3 separate regions of the Mus musculus genome follow, and regions 1 and 2 are each linked to region 3. Evidence: chromatin contacts called from public Hi-C and HiChIP or PLAC-seq data. All regions are on one chromosome and are shown on one strand. Each heading gives the region's core, a stretch centred on a gene start, on an enhancer-like site or on the middle of the called end of the contact. The rest is flanking DNA. Distances are from core to core; before and after follow the strand shown.

Region 1 (3,660 bases), core at 397-2,896, 160 kb before region 3:
TTTTTCCTCCTCCTCTGCCCCTCCTCCTCTTCCCCTCTGCATATGTGTGTGTGTGCTTAATTAATTAATTAATTAATTAATTAAGACAGTTAGACAAGGTCTTAATATGTTCTGGAATTCACTCTGTGGACCAGGCTGACCTTAATCTGAACTCATAGGAATCTGCCCCCCAAATTCTGGGACTAAAGGGACTAAAATAGAACCATATCCAGTTCTATTTTTTTAAGGCTGGGTCTCTCACTGGTTTGGCTAGGTGCTGGGCAGTGACCTCTAGGATCCCCCTGCCTTGGTCTCCCCGGCAGTGGGATGACAGGCACCCACCGCCACATCTGGCTTTTTATGTGGGTTCTGAGGATTCTAGCTCAACTCTCACTCTTGCCTGGCGAGCACTTTGCCCACTGAGCCATCCTCCCAGCCCACAATTCATTCTCACTCTGACAAGCCTGTGGTGAAGTTACTTCCCAATTGCCACAACCCCCGCTTCACGGGTTCAGCTGCTCTTCTGCTCCCAAGGGAGCTGCTAGCCCAACCATCTCATCCTACATCGGTGAAGCGGGCCCCAAGAAGGATGCAACCAAGCCTACAGGGCAGCAGTTTCAACCTTCAACAAGTACAAAATGACACCAAGCAGCCAGTGAGCAACAGGACCGATGTTCATCGAGTGTTTGCAACGTGCTTAAGTGACTGACGAGTAAGGTTGGCTTCTGAGGCTGAGAGTTTAGCTGACTGCCTAGAGCCACATAGCCAGTGAGTGGCAGAGGTAGGAGCCGACACTAGGTCAGCTGGTACCTGAGAGTTGCTGTGCACCAAGTGAATTGGGGACCAACTTCCCAGCACAACCCTTTCCTTTCTCATGGGCCTGGGAGGTGAGGTGAATGATGAGAAAGGCAGGCAGAGTTGGCTCCAGAAGCATACATAGGATGCAGTGTTGTCCAGTGCCCATGCCCATTACTGTGGGCACTGCAAGCATGGGTGGTAAAGCCCGACTCTGTGAAGCTTTACCTTGCGAGCAGAGCTCCTGAGAGCCTCTTGAGAATTTTTTGTCTCAAGGCTTACACTTCTCAAGTTCAGACACGGTATGGGTGAACTTGTCGCCTCTCATGCCAGATGTGTTAGTTTCGGTTTTAACCATTAAGCGAGGAGGACCCAGTGCTTCTAGGTGTGTGTTCTAGTTTCATTTCTGTTGCTACGACTAGAAGTAATTTTGCAGAGGAAAAGATGCATTTGATTGACACTGCCAGGTCCATTATTGAGAGAAGCCAGGGTAGACTCTCAAAGGGAGACCTGAAAGCCAGACCTACCAAGGGCGTCTACCAGCTGCTTCATTCACAAGCTCACGCTTAGTTAACGTTCTAATGCCACCCAGGACTGTCTGCCCAGGGAATGGTATTGCCCACAGTGGGCTGGACCCTTCTACATCAACTAAAAAGAAGACAATGACCCACAGACATGCATGCAGGCCAATCTGATCTAGGAAGTCCTCAGTTGAGACTCCATTCGCAGATGGCTCTGGACTGTGTCAAGTTGACAGTTACCTCTAAGACAGAGTTTTTCCAGATTGCCGATTTCAGCCACTGGAATTCTGGCTCCCAAGTTTGAGGTCAACTGTGCCCTCTGGTGGACAGGAGTGGATTCTCAGAATTAGAACAAATGGTTCTCCAGAGTGTGTGTGTGTGTGTGTGTGTGTGTGTGTGTGTGTGTGTGTGTGTGTGTGTGTGTAGTAGTGGGGTTTAGGGAAGGGGATGGGAGAAGGGGCTTCTTAGGGAAGCTGTATTGATACTGTATTAGAGGATGTCTTTTTTTCTTCTTTTTATCAGTGTGGTAAAATAGATTCCTAAACCTGATGTTTTGTGGGTGTTGAGGGTACTGGAAAGGAAGACAAATGCATGTTTGCGGCACCATGAGGAGCTTCATTGAGAAATGGAAGCTTCTAGACTGCAGTCTTTTCTAGCATCACCCACAGATTTCTTGCAACCATGCATTGCATAACCCATTTATAACAACAACAAACCCCCCAAAGAGCCCCCTCAAACCATGCCAGAGGGTGTCCCTGCCTAGCCCCTCAGTGACGGCGGTCCCCTCCGTCCTATTTTTTTTCTCTCATTATTCTTCAGTAACCTGGTGGTAAGCAACACTGACTTTTCTAAAGAGCTTCACTCCATGCCTGTCTGGTAAGCTGTACCTCCAGGCAACTGTGGTCAGATCTTAGACATGCTGTTGGATGAATGTGTGTGGCCACAAAGGATGCCTGTGATGATGAACAGGGATTGTCAACCTGACAGGATCAAGAATCACCTATGAGACAAGCCTCTCGGTGTTTCTCAGTGAGATCAAGTTAACTGAGGTGGGAAGACCCACCCTAAACGTGGGTGTCACCATCCACGGGCTGGGGCCCTGGCCTGAAAGGGAGGGAGAAAGTGGCTGAACATCAGCATCTATCTGTTTCCTGACTGCAGGGGCACCGTCACCAACTGTCACCAGCTGCAGGGGCACCATCACCAACTGTCGCCAGCTGCAGGGACACCATCACCAGCTGTCACCAGTTGCAGGGGCACTGTCATCAGCTGTCACCAGATGCAGGGGCACCATCACCATCTGTCACCAATTCAGGGGCACCATCACCAGCTGTCACCAGTTTCAGGGGCACTGTCACCAGTTGCAGGGGCACCATCACCAGCTGTCACCAGCTGCAGGGGCACTGTCATCAACTGTCACCAGTTGCAGGGGCACTGTCATCAGCTGTCACCAGTTGCAGGGGCGCTGTCACCAGTTGCAAGGGCCCCATCACCAGCTGTCACCAGTTGCAGGGGCACAGTCACCAGTTGCCTCAAACTCTGGCTATCATGACTCCACTGCATCCTTGAACTGTGAGCCAGAACAGACCCTTTTTTTATTTTTAGTTAAGTTGTTTCTTGTCAGATATTTGATCACAGCAACAAGAAAAGTAACCAGTACAATGGCTGAGGTGTTTTTCTGCTTATCAGTCAGTCAGACTCTGGCCAGACTAGCTAGTGGAGTTGAAAGTCTGGATAGTTTTTTTTCTGGGGGTGAGGGAGTCTGAGTGAGGCTGGCTGGGACATACAGGACCTGACCACTATGTTTTAATCTGAGCACTAGTCTACCTTATGACTGTTTGTCCACCTATATCATAGCAAGTTCTTTTCCCATTCATTTTGAGTTATTAAGACCTTGTATTAGAATATCATTTGGGTTACTGAGTGTCATAGTTAGGGTTTTACTTTTGTGAACAGACACAATGACCAAGGCAACTCTTAGAAGGATAACATTTAATTGGGGCTGGCTTACAGGTTCAGAGGTTCAGTCCATTATTATCAAGGCGGGAACATGGCAGCATCCAAGCAGGCATGGTGCAGGAGGAGCTGAGAGTTCTACATCTTCATCGTCTTCATCTGAAGGCTGCTAGCAGAAAACTGACTTCCAGGCAGCTAGGTTGAGGGTCTTAAAGCCCACACCCACAGTGACACACCTACTTCAACAGGGCCACACCTTCTAATAGTGCCACTCCCTGGGCAGAGCATATACAAACCATCACACTGACCATTATGGGGCTTTGATACTTCATATAATTTGTACCTGAGTGTCTCACTGGTCCTCACACTAATGTGAATTATGGAGGCCATGTTTTCCAATATCTATTGC
Region 2 (3,620 bases), core at 221-2,720, 220 kb before region 3:
AGCAAATGTATAATACACACAATGAGAAATATTAAGGAAATATATAAGGAATATAATTAGAAATATATAAGAAGATATTTTTAAGGAAAAAAGAGGCCAACATAGCTAAATTTAAAAACTCCTTGCAGTTTGAGATATAGCTCAAAGTTTGCCAACCATGCACAGGATCTGGATTGCATCTCTAGCCCCCAATACCAAAAACTAAAACAAACAAAAAACCTGCCACTCTTGGCATAACTTGTGGTTTGAGCAAAATCTCACATGCTTTTATTTCTGACAAGAAGGGCACAGACATCTGCTACAAACTAAGAAGCCAGGAATCAGCACAGCTGATAGCTGATCCAGGGCTCCAGGACAGTCTGAGTCCTATCTCCTCAAGTACGAATCAATCACCTTTCCCAGAGAAACAGCGACAGTGAGAAGAAGTGGACACAGTATTCCTCTCTATCACCATCTTCGGATTTCCAAAGAGCGTGAATTACTGGAAAGAGGTGCGTATAACACGCAGGAAAGAGGGCAGATCGGGAAAGGAAGAGAGAGCGTTGACTACTACAAACACAAAGTCAGGACCCGTCAGGCTGCCAAGCCTTTTAAGCGAGAGTCTCATAGTGTCAGAGGCTGGTCTGGTTCCTGCCTTTTCATCTGAGTACTTTTTTTTTTTTTTTTGGTTTTGGTTTTTTCGAGACAGGGTTTCTCTGTATAGCCCTGGCTGTCCAGTCTGTAGACCAGGCTGGCCTCGAACTCAGAAATTCGCCTGCCTCTGCCTCCTGAGTGCTGGGATTAAAGGCGTGCGCCACCACGCCCGGCCTGAGTACATTTTTATCGGACTCCTTTTTACTATTAATTCTCTCATGGTCCATAAATGGCTGTGGCTCAGGTGTGGCCACGTTAGGCCCTTTCTCACATCCCCCATTTTCTCTTCCTCAATTAATTAATTAAATTTTGAGAAAGTGGCTCAGTATGTAGCCCAGGCTGGCCTGGGACCTGCCACCCTCTTGAGTGCTGAGACTGAAGGTTTATAAGTAAGACTGTCACACAGCTTTCTCTGTTACCATTTTTAGCTTCTGCTGATTCCCCTTTTGTTTCTTTTTAAATTTTTTTTCCTCCTGAGTTTTACATTACTTGTTTCTTTTTCTGTCTGATAACTCTCCTCAGACACTAAGTAACCTGGCCCATCTGTTACTATCTTAAAAGAAGACTAAAAGGCTGGTTGTCCCACTTGGGTTGTGGGGTTGCGACCTTGCACAGCTCACTCACTGTCAGCAAGCTCTCCTAGTGGAAATATCCAGATGTCAGCATCTTGAGATGGCTCTACCCACCCATCACTGGCAGCAGCTGGCTGCAGGTTCCCTGGGGCTGCACGGACTGGGCTGCATTCAGTATTCAGATTCTCCTTTAATCCTCCTTTCCAGTTTCGTGCCTCATTCCTTCCCTTCTCTGGGATTAGTGTTAGTTTCTATTTCGGGAGACACCACACATCCCATTCCCTGCTGGGCTGGGGGAAGGGTGGCTGCCCACATGAGCCAGATGGAGACAGAGACTAGAGGCTATTTGTTGTTGCTGTTGTTCTAAAGACATCTGAACAAAGAACCTGTTCTTAGTCCCCCCTCACTGTAGCTTCCCCCAGTCCCTGAAACAAGCCCCATTACCTAAGCCTATTAGAGAAAGGTGGGACAGGACACTGAAATGGCTAGCTCTTCATTGGTCTTTCTCTGCTCTGCAAACTTGGCTACCATTCCTCCGTTTGCTTCCATATTTATACACTGGGTATCACCTGCTCAAATCCCCTCCCATTATCAAAGGTAAGGTTGGAGTATTTCTCGTTCCCACTGTATCTAGGTAATTAGAGATATGCTGCCACTTAGAATGACTATCAAACCATCAGAAGGACTAACAAGAAGCTCATCTTACTCTTTGACATCAACTAAAATCACTGTTCTAACTAGGCCCAATGACTATGGATGGTGAGTTTATACTATTCTCTCGAACTATCAAAGTTCTCTGTTAGTTGATGGGCCCTGACATCTTTCAATCACAAGGTTCTGAAGCATTCTCTTATTTAGTAACTGTAATTCTAATCTGCAGAGAATGTCTAATTTTCACAAGAGTTTCTTTGTAGGCCTCTTGAGTTGCTAACTTCAGTCTGTTCACAACAGCTTCCCTTATTGGATACATGTGGCTGCCATCAGATACTGCTCTAAACATCAACCTGCAGGACAAAGTCACTCTTACACACTGAAGAGAGCAAAGAACTTAAACATTAACATTAATTCTGCCCCCAAAGTACCTTTTTCTTTAAACTTCAATGGTCCCTTTTTATACCAATTGGTCAATCTTAACTTCTGTCCCTTCTATCACTATAACGTAGAGAGAGAGAGGATGGCAATCTTGTTTGACCTACCACTGATTCTCTTAACACACTCTAAATTTCTCCATTTATTAATGCCCATTAATTGTAAAAGCCAAGAGGTCTCACTGTGCCAGGGAGTATGTCCACGCTCCCTGGACCCTTCTCTTGCTCCATGTTTTAGTTACTGCCTCACTGCAACAACAAAATATCTGACAAAGCAATTTAAAGAAGGAAGGGTTTACTCTGGCTTTGAATACCGGGTGACACTGTCCATCACAGCAGGGAAGGAAGGCATGGTACCCGGAAGAGGAGGTGGTGGGCCACACTGCGTATGCAGTCAGGAAGCAGAGAATGATGACTGACATGTAATAGACTACCCACATTAGGATGATCTTCCCACCTCTGTTACAGAGTTGTTTTCATGGTGGTTCCATCCACTTGACAATCAAGATTAAGTATCACACCCCAGGATCCTGTTCCACACTGTTTCTCTTCTTCCCCGACCCCTTCTACTTTCTTTACCTCTACTTTCCACATATATAAAAAACTAAACTAAACTAAACACCACTTCTGGGCATATGCTTAAAGGAAATAAAACCAGCATACAAAAGAGACACCTGCAAACCCGTGTTAGTACTATTCATAATAGCCAGGATATGGAATCTGCCTGGGTAGCTGCCAAGTCTCCAAGTCTCCATACCTTTTCTTCTAATGGTCTTCTAGTTTCTCTCACCATCGTCAGATCCACCCCAGATTAAGACCTTAAGTACAGTAGTTCAAAAGCCACATGACTCATCTCTCTGCTTAACTCCCACGCAGGAAGCCAGCATCCTCAGTCACTTCAGGAGCTCTCTACTTTCTTCCCTTTCTCAAAATAACAACAGGCACTGGGCAACCTTCCACACTGACTTCTGCTTCCAGTTCATACTCCTTGCCCACCTGTGCCCACGAGGTCTGATTTCTTCTCACTGGTGGTAAAAGTGATCTGTAATTTACTTGGTGCCCAGCCTGGGTATCCTCATTCACAGAGGCAGCCTTGACTCTATGTCCCCTCTATCTACTGACTTCTGGGATGACGCTGATGGAATGGTAGCAGCAGGCATTTTATCTGTCTGTCCACCAGCACCAATACTCCGCATTCTCCCACAGCCCGACGTGTCCTAGGCGTTCAGTATGTACTGTTCATCAATCTACCACCCTCATGCCTCCTGCCTCCAATTGTAAATATCTCCTCCCCTCACAAAAGACCAAGTCCACTGCATTATTTATG
Region 3 (3,393 bases), core at 750-3,249:
CCTGGAAAGGGAATTTTTACTCCTACTTAAAGCCCTGTGGTGATTCAGCAGGCTCCACAGAATCAACCCCAGCTTTGCCCTTCCCTCCCTTCATGGCTCTGCCCAGCCTCTTTTGTTCCTATAACAGGCCTAACTCCTGGCTAGGCAGCTCCTCGCTTGCTAAGCTATCAAGGCTCCACCCTCTCATATCTAGCCCACTTCCTAACTGAATCACGTAAGCACATCCATGCCTACAGTGGCTGCCCTTGTCCCTGCCTTCCCTACCCTTGGAAGACAGACCATGAAAACCAGGAGCCTACAAGACTGATTAGAACTCAATAAATGATTGAGAGTTAGAATATTTCAGGTCCAGAACAAAAGTCTCTTGAGCTATTTTAGCTTCTAAATAGACATTTAACTACCCACCTATGTGGGGATCCAACATCCTTAAGACCGAGGTAAATCTTCTGGAATATACAGACAGACCTCTAACTTACTTCCACCAACCCAGAAGCTAAGATGGCATCCGAGGCTGTAACAGATTTCCCCATGTTGCTGTACTTGCCTACCTGACGTTCCCACCAATGTACTTGAAATTTGTCTTGATTCATGACTTTTGTTCTGTTACTATAGAAACATCATGAGGCTACATCCATGTTGAAACATAGAATTTGGGTTAACCTAAATAAACTTCTATTTTATTCCTGTTCCCTTTGATGTGAGAGATGTGGTGGGTTGTTTTTTTTTTGGTGTGTACATGTATGTATGTACATGCATGCACATGTGTGTTTGTGTGTACACACATGCATTTGCCACAGCCCATACATATGGATATCAGTGGACAACCGACTCGGACTGCCAGACTTCACAGCAAGTGCCTTTACCTGCTAATCATCTCTTCAGACCCACTAGCTGTGTTTCCTCATTGGACAGCACCCACCCCAGTGATCCAATATTCAGACAGGCTATGAACAGCAAGCATCATCATCACGCGTGAAAAGAGAGCCTGTCACGTCCTCGGGCTGAGAGAGAGTGGGAAGCCACATTGCCAGTTCCTCAAGGGCCCCACAAGGTTGGGGGTGGAGAGGGTGGAACCCAAAAAGTTATGATCCTTGTAGGACCCTAGAAGCTAATCCACAGTGAATAAAAACTGAAAGATGAGGCAGGCACGGTGTGTGTGTGTGTGTATGGGGGGCGGCCACACCTATAATCCCAGCACTTGGGAAGCCAAGGCAGAAGTATCGTGAAGTCTGTGTCATCCTAGGCTACGCAGTAAGTCCTCGTCTCCAAACAAAATATAGAGAAGTGGCTGCAAATGAACAAAGCAAACTGCTGGGAGCTGTTTAATCTCCTTCAGAGAGTGTCACTCCGAACAGCCTTCATCCATGCTTACAATCAGTGCAAAGTCAGCTGCTGATGGGCACACACCTTCAATCCCAGCACTCAGGAAAGGCAGGCAGGTGGGTCTGTGAGTTCAAGGTCAACCTGGTCTAAGTACTGAGTGCTAGGACTGCATAGAGAGACCCTGTTTCAAAGGGGAGGGGGAAGAAGCACATTACAAGTCTAATTTCAGCTTTCTCAAGAGACTCCGCTGGCTGAGCTCCCACACTTTATGAATCCCAGGAAGATCTGATTTCATTAAAGGTGCACTGATGAGACAGACGGTTGTTGCTTACTATTGTGTTCTCGCCTTTGGGTTGTGAGGCAAGTTACCAGAGGGTAGGGAAGATGGCCTCAGATCTGTGGTCCCAGGACAGCTCAGAGCTGAGGATCAAGCGTGGATGCCCTTGGGCTTTAGCTATTACCACGGGGCATTTTCCAGGGTCACCCAGCGACAACATGCCCTCAGTTTAGTAGTCTGGACAGCCTACTTGTCCTTAAGCCAGTATATTCCCAAAGGACCACCAGGCAGCTCTCTCTTCTCTTCCCCTCCACTGGCCTCCTCCTCCATAGCCACACCCTTCCTGCCCTGGCCAGTTCCCATTAGCTGAAGGCACCAAACAAATGACTCAACAGCTCAATTAAGAAGGGAGCTCCCCTCCCACCGTAGCCGGTTCTTGGCGCATCCATGACTGAGGTAGTCAGGCCCCAACAGGGAAGCTAAGTGACTCACTACCACACATGAGCACCACAACCCCTCCTGACCCCTCCCTTCTCTCTGTGTCCTCTTCGGGCCCCTCGCCTCCCTCTCTCCCTCCTCTCCATCCTACTCCTCTTCCCAAGCTGGACACTGACACCGGAAGTCAGGACTGTGAGATTTTCCTGCTCTCAGAGGCTCAGGATCCCTGATCACCTTTTCCACTGAGTCACCTCCTTCTTCCGGAATCGGTCCTCTCTGTCCAGTCACCTCTGTGGCCCAGGCCTTCCTCATCTTAGCAGAACTCCTGGGGTATCCAGGAGTGTATACCTCAGGGTTTATTCCCCCAAGTTCCCTCAGCCACCAGAAGGTTCAGTTCAAGTCTGGTAAGGATGTTACCTCACCTAAAACCCTCTTCACAGCTCCCTGCTCCACATAGCAGAGGAAGCCACGAATTCCCCAAGCATACCTTAGCTTATACAGCCCTCCATCTGGAGGGGGCCGTAGAGCCCTCACCTGAAGGGGAGACAGTGGCTACCAGGCTCTCTGAACATCTGGTAGTTCCTTGAACGTGAGCTCTATTCTCCTGCTAGACCAGGAGTATCCCAGAGGAGGCCAGAGTCTTTGCCATCCTTTGGTGATGCACACTCAAGAACATTCCACAAGCAGTAGGCCCTTCCATTCCTCACCTGGCAGCACAACCTCTGGGGCCACTGAACAAGGGACACGTGTTCTGTGTTCTGGGAATGCCAGAGCCTACGTGCAAAGGCAGACAAGGCCATGGAGTCTACATGGAAATGAATGTAACTAGAGGCAGGGTAAACAGCCCTCCATGTTCTAACAAATGTCAGGAATTCGAGAAGCAGCCAGGCACAGGGCCTTCTCAGTGTGGCACTGTGAGTGACAGCTCTTTAGTCACACCCAGAGAGCCTGGGCCTACATCTGAAATGGACCTTAAGTGCTCCCTGCTCCCTCCCGCTTCCTGAGAGAACACAGGCCACTGTAGCAGAGACAGGAAGGCAGTAGGAGTTCCTGGTCAACAGCCTTGGCCAGCTCCTGTCTCTGCTTAGCCTCACATGACCAGCAATGACCATCTTAAAGACATTATTCTCAGGAAGGCAGCACTTTATAGCTGGGGCTGCTGCCCAGGACCACTCCCAGCCTGAGCTGGGTCCCCCCCCCCCCCCCCGGTGTGTCTTCCAAATCCTGCTCCAGGAGGACAGAGCCCTTCAAAGTGGACTCGATTCCATTTCCACCTTCTTGTGCCGCCTTCAGAGTAGTCCCACTGTCCTCTGAAAAAGAGTGGACAGGGGAGGTATGCAAAGTCCCTCTGGATG

Evidence for each region. A called contact is a pair of places that touch in the nucleus more often than the background predicts. HiChIP or PLAC-seq counts read pairs in DNA pulled down with a chosen protein or histone mark.
Region 1: a contact with region 3 is called in a Hi-C map of the N1E-115 cell line, with 3 times the contacts expected there. The contact joins two enhancer-like sites. A contact is called at or near these places in 5 of 484 Hi-C or Micro-C datasets (the HL-1 cell line, the N1E-115 cell line, embryonic stem cells and 1 more) and 1 of 115 datasets of contacts at active chromatin or transcription factors (pancreatic cancer cells).
Region 2: a contact with region 3 is called in an H3K27ac HiChIP or PLAC-seq map of heart atrium, with 5 read pairs. The contact joins two enhancer-like sites. A contact is called at or near these places in 3 of 484 Hi-C or Micro-C datasets (LSK cells, embryonic fibroblasts and stem cell-derived neural stem cells), 1 of 115 datasets of contacts at active chromatin or transcription factors (heart atrium) and 3 of 9 other capture datasets (adipose tissue, liver and pancreatic islet).

The regions. Positions count from the first base shown.
Region 1 is chr7:130,825,512-130,829,171 of GRCm38.p6, reverse strand. It overlaps Btbd16 (BTB (POZ) domain containing 16), which reads right to left. Exons shown (of 16, transcript NM_001081038.2): 16 at 3,273-3,660. Among named protein-coding and RNA genes, the nearest start is that of Plekha1, 38 kb to the left of the region's middle. Within about 2 kb of position 1,646, at least 50 of the 459 cell types and tissues checked have an H3K27ac peak or open chromatin away from gene starts, as enhancers often do. A contact at or near this core is called in the N1E-115 cell line, where this site is marked.
Region 2 is chr7:130,886,016-130,889,635 of GRCm38.p6, reverse strand. All of the region lies in intron 4 of Plekha1 (pleckstrin homology domain containing, family A (phosphoinositide binding specific) member 1), which reads right to left. Among named protein-coding and RNA genes, the nearest start is that of Gm5602, 14 kb to the right of the region's middle. Within about 2 kb of position 1,470, at least 50 of the 459 cell types and tissues checked have an H3K27ac peak or open chromatin away from gene starts, as enhancers often do. A contact at or near this core is called in heart atrium, where this site is marked.
Region 3 is chr7:130,670,112-130,673,504 of GRCm38.p6, reverse strand. The region is part of intron 4 of Tacc2 (transforming, acidic coiled-coil containing protein 2); the gene reads right to left. Among named protein-coding and RNA genes, the nearest start is that of Gm39098, 26 kb to the right of the region's middle. RefSeq lists an enhancer at 2,487-3,393. Within about 2 kb of position 1,999, at least 119 of the 459 cell types and tissues checked have an H3K27ac peak or open chromatin away from gene starts, as enhancers often do. A contact at or near this core is called in the N1E-115 cell line and heart atrium, where this site is marked.